Regions from separate parts of the Mus musculus genome. Here region 2 is linked to region 1. A link is a contact called in public Hi-C data. All regions are on one chromosome and are shown on one strand. The core of a region is the stretch at or near the end of the contact, and the rest is flanking DNA. Distances in the headings are between cores, read along the strand shown. Region 1 holds the start of Tcp11l2 (t-complex 11 (mouse) like 2). Region 2 overlaps Rfx4 (regulatory factor X, 4 (influences HLA class II expression)).

Region 1 (4,767 bases), core at 2,158-4,657:
AAGTACCATCAAAACCATTCGAGGTTTACCAAGCTGGACTTTGATGGTGTCCACAGTTTGGTCTGTCAGGGGCTTCCTATTCTGGGGTGTTGTGTCTTCCCAGGAAGAGTCTTTTCAAACAACAAATACAAATTCTAAGTGTTGGTCATGTCCAGATGATGTTAATTCTGCAGAATCCCACAGAATGCAAGATCTGTGAGACCATGGTGACCTTTACCGTGACTTCAAAGGATGCACTGACTTGGCTTGGGACTTCAGACAGAAAATCGTAGAAGGCATACAGCCACTACGAAGAGCCAATGCCCAGTGGAACTATGGAGTCAGGGTTAGAGCTCACGGGATTAAATTTCTCCAGAAGAGAGCTGTCAGTCTAAGCATCCAGTCTGTGAAAGCATTACCTGGGCCACAGTGTGCAGTTTTATACCAAGACCTTGGAAGCTCAAATCCTATCTTAGATGTAATGTTGTAGGGCTAGAGAGATGGCTTATCAATTAGAAACACTTGCTGTTCTTCCAGAGGACCCAGAAACTTCACCTCCAGTTTGACAGGTTTGAGAGATGAGGCCCAGTGAAAGGTTTAGGTCATGAGACTCAAGAACCAATCAATGCCAGTTATGGAAGAGCATGGAGCCACAAGTTCGTCTTTTTCTCTTATCTTAACAAAAACCTTTCGGGCTCTGCACACAGCAGACTTTTGGGGGATTGTCAGCCACCTTGTCTTTTACATTTGGAATGTAATGTCACAATTTCAAGGTACTCTTGCCTGAAGCCCCCTCATTGCCCTCATGTAAATTAGCCACCCAGAGTTCAGTTCACTGCCCAGTACATACAGGAACCCAGTGAATATCCTTATGTGAACAAATTTGGCCCCACATCTACTCATAAAATAGAGTTTTTGGGCTGTTCTGCCTGTATCACACTGCTCATTAAGCAGGTACTTACTGTAGTAGTTTAACTGTCTGTATCTCTCTTTCTAGTAACGTTTAAAATGCATATAGGAAGAAAGCATTCCCTTCTCCAGTGTCCAGTGCCTATCTCAACACAATTCCAAGGCTAGCAAGGCCTCAAGCCCTAGTAGCTTAAAGAGCACTGTACCTTGTACCACTATATTCTTCTGATACTCAATGATACAAAAAAGTAGCAATTAGAACCAACAGCTTTGGAGATGGTCTCAGTAACACACTCTGTAAGTGCTTCAGATAATTTATTTCCTCAAATCTGCAATACAACTATGTCAGGTAGGTGCTATTCTTGTTTACAATAAGAAGCCAGGGATCAGAGAGATGGCCCCACAGGTTTACAGCAGTGCAGGGGCTCCCCTCAAAAGCCAGGCAGCAGGCTGGACCCCTGAAGCCCATGCATGTTACCGTCGGGACGGCTGGAGGAAACCAGTGTCCTGCTAATCATTCTTTCCATCCCTCTCTGCCAAATTGCTCTGTCTATCATCACACGGACACTTTCACGTGTGGAAGCAAGATGACCTTACCCTGGGACAGCTGTTCAAGCACTATACCGTGAAGGACATCGCTGAAAGAGATCATTCAACAAAACAGCATTCGATCACCCCACGGTAGTGACCAAAGTCCTCTATCAGAGGGCCATTCCCTATGTTTTTCGAAATCCCTCCTTAAAACTCAGGTATTACCCAAAGGACTAACTGCTTACAGCTAGCAAGTCAAAAACATTTGGCAGTAGATTGTTCAGGTTATCCAACAAGGGCCCTGGGGAATGAAATCCACCAAGTTAAGGCTAGGATTGGGGGGGGGGGGATTAAAGAGGTGGCAAGAAGCGTTTAGTGGGTACTCTCCTTCCAAGACTTTACCAAAGTCAGGCATAAGGCACTTATAGGATAGGGGGTTAAAGGCAAGACTGAGCTCTGACGGAAAAAATTTGCAGATGCCAGACAATTTCCATCCTCGATCAAACCGTGCTTTAGCACCAGGCTAGAGTAAGGCAAAAAACACAGCACGGAGAGAACAGTACTGGTCCTCATCGAGTCTTTGCCCGCCTCGGAGAGCTAGACAAAAGCCAACAAGCCAGCCACTGTCTAAAAGGCAGATGCCCGTGCTCCACGTGTCATTACAGCATTGGGAAGGATTTCTAAGCACTTTTTATCCTGGAAAGCGTTGCCCCCGCCCCCCCCCCATCCCTGATGCCTAGTTTAACACCTGTGCTGCACACCCGGGGGGTAAGGCGCCCTTCAGCCCTGGGTCACTTCAAGTGGAGCAATGTATGAAATCCATGGGGGTAGGAAAAAGGCAGAGTAGACGGGGCGGGGTGGAGGTGGAGGTGGGATGGGGACTCCTAGCCCAGGAACCAGTGTAAGAACTGGTTGAAATTATCAGTTGGGAGGTAGGTTAACTAAGAGCTGAGAGCTGAACACCACCTTGTGCTGAGCAGCCCACTAAGGACAAAGACAAGTTGCCTGGTTTCTTTACCGTTAAGGTACCAAGACAACGATGAAAGAGGGAGGTTCCATTCTCACTGGAACCACTCAAGTGTTTCTACTCTGCTTGTAACGGTAGTTTAACAAACCCTTCTTTGTTGACTGGATTCTTGTGTTTAAACACATGATTTGGGCTTCTTGTGGTTGGGGGAGGACAGAACCTACAGTCCTGTAAAGTGCTCTACCACAGAACTACAGTCCCAGTCTAATAAACGCATTTTAGAAGTAAACATTGCGAAATCGCTCATTTAATGGAAGTTTTTCCTCTTGTACTAACGTAAACACATAACTGTGTCATCCACGTGCCACCGAATCTCGTTGCTATGTTTTGTGGCGCCACCCAAAGCAAGGCAAAGCAAGGGTCTGAGAAGGCAAGGGTCTGACCCAGATGTGACCTGAGCTGGCCTCCTGGACAGTCAAGTCCAACGGAAGTCCCAGGAGTCCTGCCCGCTCGCCCACGTTCTCTGCTCGCCCCTCCCTCTAGCAGCACCACGTTTCCTGTCAAAACAAACGTTTGGGGGAGGGGACTGCCGGGACAGAACCCAGCTCTCGAGAAACCCAGCAACAAGACCCAAACATAGGGCCGAGGCCCAGCCGGGCCCCACCGCGGCTCAGTCCCACTCCTCCAGGGACGAGGGATTGGGGACCTGACCGCACGGGGAGCCCAGAGCGTCTCGCGCCGTTGAGCACAGTCGCTGGCACGCACCCAAAGGGATGTCATCACGACCAAGCGGCCCCGGCAGAGCCTGGGCCACCACTGCCACCGTGCCCCACTTCAAGCCTTGACTCCGAGGTCAAATGTCCCGAACTCGGAGGGCACAAGGAGCCCTCCCGCTGCCATAAGGAGACGCGGTCCCCTCAGATCCCACGGCCCCTCCCCTGGGATGGGTACGCACCCCCGGATCCCGCGTAGAGACTCGAGGAAAGCTAGGTGGCGGGGGTCGCGGGGCTCTGCGTATCCCCCCTCAACCAGCGTCGCAGACAAGGGGAGACTCAGCAGTCTGTCAACTCTGGAGCCCCCCCGCAGCCCCACGCGGTATTTAAAGGGCCCAGAGGTACTCCCTGGGCGCGACCATTCGGGAAGGAACTGGAGGGGGACTATAGCACCGCGGCGCCAGAATCCAGGGCAGGGTTCTGGCGAAGATCCCTAAATTCTTGAAGAGTCTGTCTACAAAAACCATAGCTTTCTCACGTTTCTATCGTGAAGGCTGAAGAAGGCTCAGACAGAAAGCCATTTGCACACGAGAAATGTGTGCTCCCTATATTCAGTGGTGGTACGGTCCGGACCGCCAGGGGCGGGGAGAGGAGTGAACACGGAATTGGGGCAGCCTACGGCCGGGAGCGCCTGGGCTGCTGTAGGGCCTAAAGCGTTCGGAGGCGGGGCCTGGCTGTGTAAGGGCGGGGCCTAAGTGCAGCGGGTGACGCCCCCAATCCTGTTTCTTTCAGTTTACCAGGTAGGATGAAATGGACTAACTCCAACCGAACGGACAGACTTCTGGTGTCCGCTCGCGGCAGTAATATAAAAACACTACATGCCCACCTTCACAATGGCCACACACACCGGGCCAAGCGAGTCAACAACATTCCAAACAGGCTGTCCCACGCACATCAGCGTCCAACCGCGTCATCCACACGTGTCAACATGTTCTTGTAAACACGGGTCCTGATTTGCCCCTTGAATTGGACGATTGGTTTCTGGGAGCCACACCTACCTAAGCTCTCCGAAGGCTTCGCCTGTGCACAAAGATAAAGTGTCTTACTTCTTCTAAGGGTTCTTTGGCGGCGCTTATCTTGGGGAGAGTTTTCAACCAGGCTTAATGTAAATAAGTGCTGGGAGGGGCTCTTGTGTGGTCAGGCTTACTAAGCATAACTTCTCGTGAGCTTGCTTCTGGGCATAAAGAAACAGAACCACTATTTTGCCAGGTACAAGTTGGTATTACTTGTGGGTAGCGTCATACAAAAAAAATAAATGAACTTTATATAAGCTGAAATATTCCTGTTTAGGACTAAAATCATATCGGATTGTGGAGGCAAATTGTCTACTATCATTCTAGAAAGAAGAAAACCAAAAGCAGACAATAGTTTAAAGCAAGATAGAAATACAATTGTACAGCATGGACTGGTCTGAGGTTATAACCAAGTCCCTAACATTTGCCTACCCAAGAGATCTTCTTGTTCAGTGGGATAAGAATGGAACTAAAGCACTCTTAGAAGCTCACTGTTAGCTACTGAACCTAGTTGGCAAGTTATTCTGAACAAGAAAACCTACCTAGAGATTTGTATCCATTTGTATCTGTCACTCTAGAAATTACACAACCTAAA
Region 2 (4,350 bases), core at 625-3,124, 190 kb before region 1:
CTCCTAAAATATATGGACATGGAAAGGTGATCTAAATGAAATCACCAAAAAGTGGAGGAGGCAGAGTCCTAACTGGCCAATTCCTGTCACTAAAGCTTCCAGTACTGGGATTGGGTTACACCTAATTGAGTTGTTGGCTAAAAGGGTTCCATGTGAATCCTCAAATAATCTAAGCTGTTGGCTAGAAAAGAGATTGCTTTCCCCAAAGTTATGGCAAAGCCCCATTGCTGAAGACAATGCTTATCCAGCTCAGTGAACATGGAGTAGTCAAGCTGGTGCCTGCATAGAGCCTTCACCCCTACACTCTAGCATCTCTGATATGGGAAGGTTCTTTGCATGCTACCAAAAGAGAACCCTGAGCATTGACCAAGCCACAAAACCTTTGGTCTACAATCTGTCCTGCAAGATACGATAGTGCAGTGGAGACACAAACTTGTGGGAGTAACCAAGCAAGATCTGATCTCACTTAAGGCCCATGCCATAAGACAGAACCCATACCCAACCCTGCACTTGTGACTGACAACCAAAGACTGGATAGCCTGGGGACCTAGGGTAAAATCAAATAGTACTAGTCTTTCTTTTAAAAAAAGATTTATTTATTTATTATATGTAAGTACAATGTAGCTGTCTTTAGACACTCTAGAAGAAGGAGTCAGATTTCGTTAAGGATTGTTGTGAGCCACCATGTGGTTGCTGGGATTTGAACTCAGGATCTTTGGAAGAGCAGTCAATGCTCTTAACCGCTGAGCCATCTCTCCAGCCCCCAAATAGTACTAGTCTTAAAAATAATAATAATAAAATTACTCCTGATGACATTCTGCTATACTTATAGGTCAGCTGTGCCAGGCTCAGTCACCCTCAGAGAAGCCTCCTCCTGCAGCACTTGGTAAGAAATACAGAGACCCACAGCCAGACATCATGCAGAGAATGAGAGACCTTGGAACACTCAGTCCTTAAATGGGATGTCTCCATCAAATCCCTGACCTTAGAGATCAGGGGTCCCCATTGAAGAAGAAGCAGATAAAGTCTAAGATCCAGAGGGATGGAAGACACCACGGAAACAGGCCCTCTAAGTCAACATGAACACACTCATGTGAACTCACAGAGACTGCAGCAGCAAGCAGAGGGCCTGCACAGGTCTGCACCGGGTCCTCTGTGTATATAGTATGGCCTCCAGGTTAGTGTTTCTACGGGATCCCTGAGTGTGGGATCAAGTGAGTCTCTGGATGGGGGGGGGGGGGAGGAACTGGGAGGAACAGAGGGAGAAGAAACAGTAATTAGGATATATTATATGAGAAAAGAATCTATTTTCAGTAAGAGAAAACAAAGAAAAGGAAAGTTGTCCCCTGACCTCGATACGTCTGAATTTGACACACATCCAAACACACATATGCCTGTGCACTCACACACACACACACACACACACACACACACACACACACACTAAATAAAATGTGGTTTAAAAAACTAACAGACATCTTGGCAGCCACTGCTCAGACTCATTCGGGCACCCATTCTGCACATAGGTACTGTGCTTGCCCGCAGGCACTCTAGGATGCTGTGGGGCCTGCACACATCCAAGCCTGGCTCTGGAACCAGGGCAGGCTAAGGAGTCTGGCTTTTGCTCAGTAGCTGGTTGGGAAACTTTCAGTGCTTTTGAATAGAGTGGGAGACAGGCAAAGCACCTGAGGGCATCTCCATCCGGCGCTGCCTAAGCACCACCTTAGCAGGGGGACTTGGAGAAAGAGGAATTGTGGAGTACGGTTTCTGCAACAGGTACTATCTATACTGGACGCTTCCAGTAGTAAGAAGCTTTAAGGCAAACAGAGACGCCACAGACCTGTGCAGGAAGCCAGCCACACTAGTCATTCAGGCGTGTCCCACCTTTTGATGTTAAGACAGGATGTCATCATCAGTTTACTCTCAGCCACTGTGCAGTCGTTACCTACCCCTCCCAAATAAAACTGAAAGCAAAAAGCCCTCATAATGATTTAAGTGGACAATTCCGTGCTAGATCATTCTTCGCTACCCTCTACCATAAGGAGTCCACAGGGCAGCTGCACCAGGACAGGCGTGGTGAGAAAGGAAGGAAGGGCTGGGAAAGACAAGGGAAGAACCTGTTTTGTTGTTGTTGTTGTTGTTGTTTGTTTTTTAAAAAACAAAAAAACCCTGTTTTTAAAAAATACCTGTTTAAAGTCTACACATAGTAGGTGCTCAAGAAAGTAAGGGTTCATCTGTTGTTTATGTGTCTGGGAATTGATTCCATGAGGACTCAAGTGAAGCCTCTCAGAATGAAAGCGGAAATGCCCTGACCTTGAGGTATTGAGGGCAGATATCTGGGTCAAGTAAATGCCTGTTGGCTCTGACTGTGTGCTAGACCCGCTGGCCCTTCCTGTGCTCAGCACAGGTAACAGTGAGCCCTGGAGAAAGCAGGCAGAGCAAGAGATGATGCTTCAAGTCAACCCCCACAAGGCAAGTAACTTCTCTTCAGACCAGTGTGTGGCTGGAGGATCAGGGGACAGAAGGACGACCATGGGACTCTGTTGCTGGGAAACCAGCAGCCCCTCTCCCTGCTGACAGGTGTTTTAACTGGTATGCAGGTAGCCTGATTCAAATGAAACACTGCCTACTCCCCAAAACCCCAGAGTCGAGTACCCAGCACACACATAGACAGACTACAACGGCCTGTGATTGCAGCTACAAGATCTCCAACCCCTCTTCTGGTCTCTGCAAGATCTTGCATGTGAGTGGTAAACATAAAGTCATACAGGCACACACACTCACATACACACACACACTCACACACTCATACACACACTCTCACACACTCACACACACTCACATACACTCACACCCTCATACACTCACTCGCATGCACCCTCATATACACACACACTCACACTCATTCACATACTCACACACACAATCAACAAATCTTTCATTTGTGACATCGACGTCGCAACATTTGGGCACTAACATGCCATGTAAGTCAGTTGTGTAAATGAAGCCCTTTGAACCTCAGTTTTGCCCAGTGTCAAACGGGAATGAGAGCTTGTGCTAGGGCACAGAAGGGTGGGGTAACATCACAAAAGACCCAGCACAGTAGGAAAACAAAACAGAACAACAATAACAAAAATAGATTCTAAAACTTCTGCTTGCTTCTGTACAGCCCTGGGGGTGGGGTGCGGGAGTGTCTTGGAAATCATCACAAGACTACCAGGAAAAGGTGGGTGACCCTGTTTGTTCCTTATTACAGTGTGCCAAGTCCTATGAGGGTCCTTTGTGTGCTTCTTCAGTTTTTCTGACAATCTCCTGGGAAATGGGTACTTGAGCAGTCCCACCCAGTCTCTGCGCATGAAACCAGGTGTCGCCACTCTAAGGCGTGCAGAGCCAACCATGCTTGTTCCGTGATTGCACACTTCATACGTATTCTAATGGCAAGGTTTTCAGACTGAACCTCGTCCACGTGAAAGCTTGACTAACGTGAAGAAGGGTGATGCTCGGAATGGTGTATGTGAGATGTCAAATTCACCAGGGCAACTTCTGGCAGCTCCCTCACCAGGGCAACTTCTGGCAGCTCCCTCACCAGGGCAACTTCTGGCAGCTCCCTCACCAGGGCAACTTCTGGCAGCTCCGTCACCAGGGCAACTTCTGGCAGCTCCCTCACCAGGGCAACTTCTGGCAGCTCCCTCACCAGGGCAACTTCTGGCAGCTCCCTCACCAGGGCAACTTCTGGCAGCTCCCTCACCAGGGCAACTTCTGGCAGCTCCCTCACCAGGGCAACTTCTGGCAGCTCCCTCACCAGGGCAACTTCTGGCAGCTCCCTCACCAGGGCAACTTCTGGCAGCTCCCTCACCAGGGCAACTTCTGGCAGCTCCGTCACCAGGGCAACTTCTGGCAGCTCCCGATCCAGCAGTAAGCACTGACTTAGACTCAGATGCTCTCGGGATGATCTGAGATGCAAGTTCCACTGTATACAAAGTTGTCCCTGCAGGAAGGGCCACGTGTGAGTGGCACCTCAGCCAGCGCTTGCTCCAGGTCACCGTATCCATGACAGTGTACCTACCCCCTGAGAACTCCAGCTTGGGCTACTTTCTCCCATAGGGACTTGAGAAGACTTGAGGGATGTGAGCCAGGATGCGCACATCAGTGTCTTCCTTCCATTTATACATTTTAGTAGGTGAAGGAGGGAGTCCAGCTTCGGCATCAGGGAAACCGTGTTCAGATGCTGTCTGGATAATGGTAGTTAGGATTAAGTGTGCTACCTAAATCCTCTGATTCTCAGCTTCCACATCTGTGAAATGGGGATAAATAATGCCACGCGTTCCATACGATCCCTAAGTGAGGTAC

What was found. A called contact is a pair of places that touch in the nucleus more often than the background predicts.
Region 2: a Hi-C map of the MNK3 cell line shows a contact between it and region 1, with 3 times the contacts expected there. The contact joins the enhancer-like site here to the promoter of Tcp11l2 in region 1. A contact is called at or near these places in 1 of 484 Hi-C or Micro-C datasets (the MNK3 cell line) and 1 of 115 datasets of contacts at active chromatin or transcription factors (memory CD8 T cells).

Annotation. Positions count from the first base shown.
Region 1 is chr10:84,575,587-84,580,353 of GRCm38.p6, reverse strand. It overlaps Tcp11l2 (t-complex 11 (mouse) like 2), which reads right to left and starts at 3,407. Exons shown (of 10, transcript NM_146008.2): 1 at 3,342-3,407.
Region 2 is chr10:84,766,500-84,770,849 of GRCm38.p6, reverse strand. All of the region lies in intron 1 of Rfx4 (regulatory factor X, 4 (influences HLA class II expression)), which reads right to left. Among named protein-coding and RNA genes, the nearest start is that of Rfx4, 13 kb to the right of the region's middle. Within about 2 kb of position 1,874, at least 24 of the 459 cell types and tissues checked have an H3K27ac peak or open chromatin away from gene starts, as enhancers often do. A contact at or near this core is called in the MNK3 cell line and memory CD8 T cells, where this site is marked.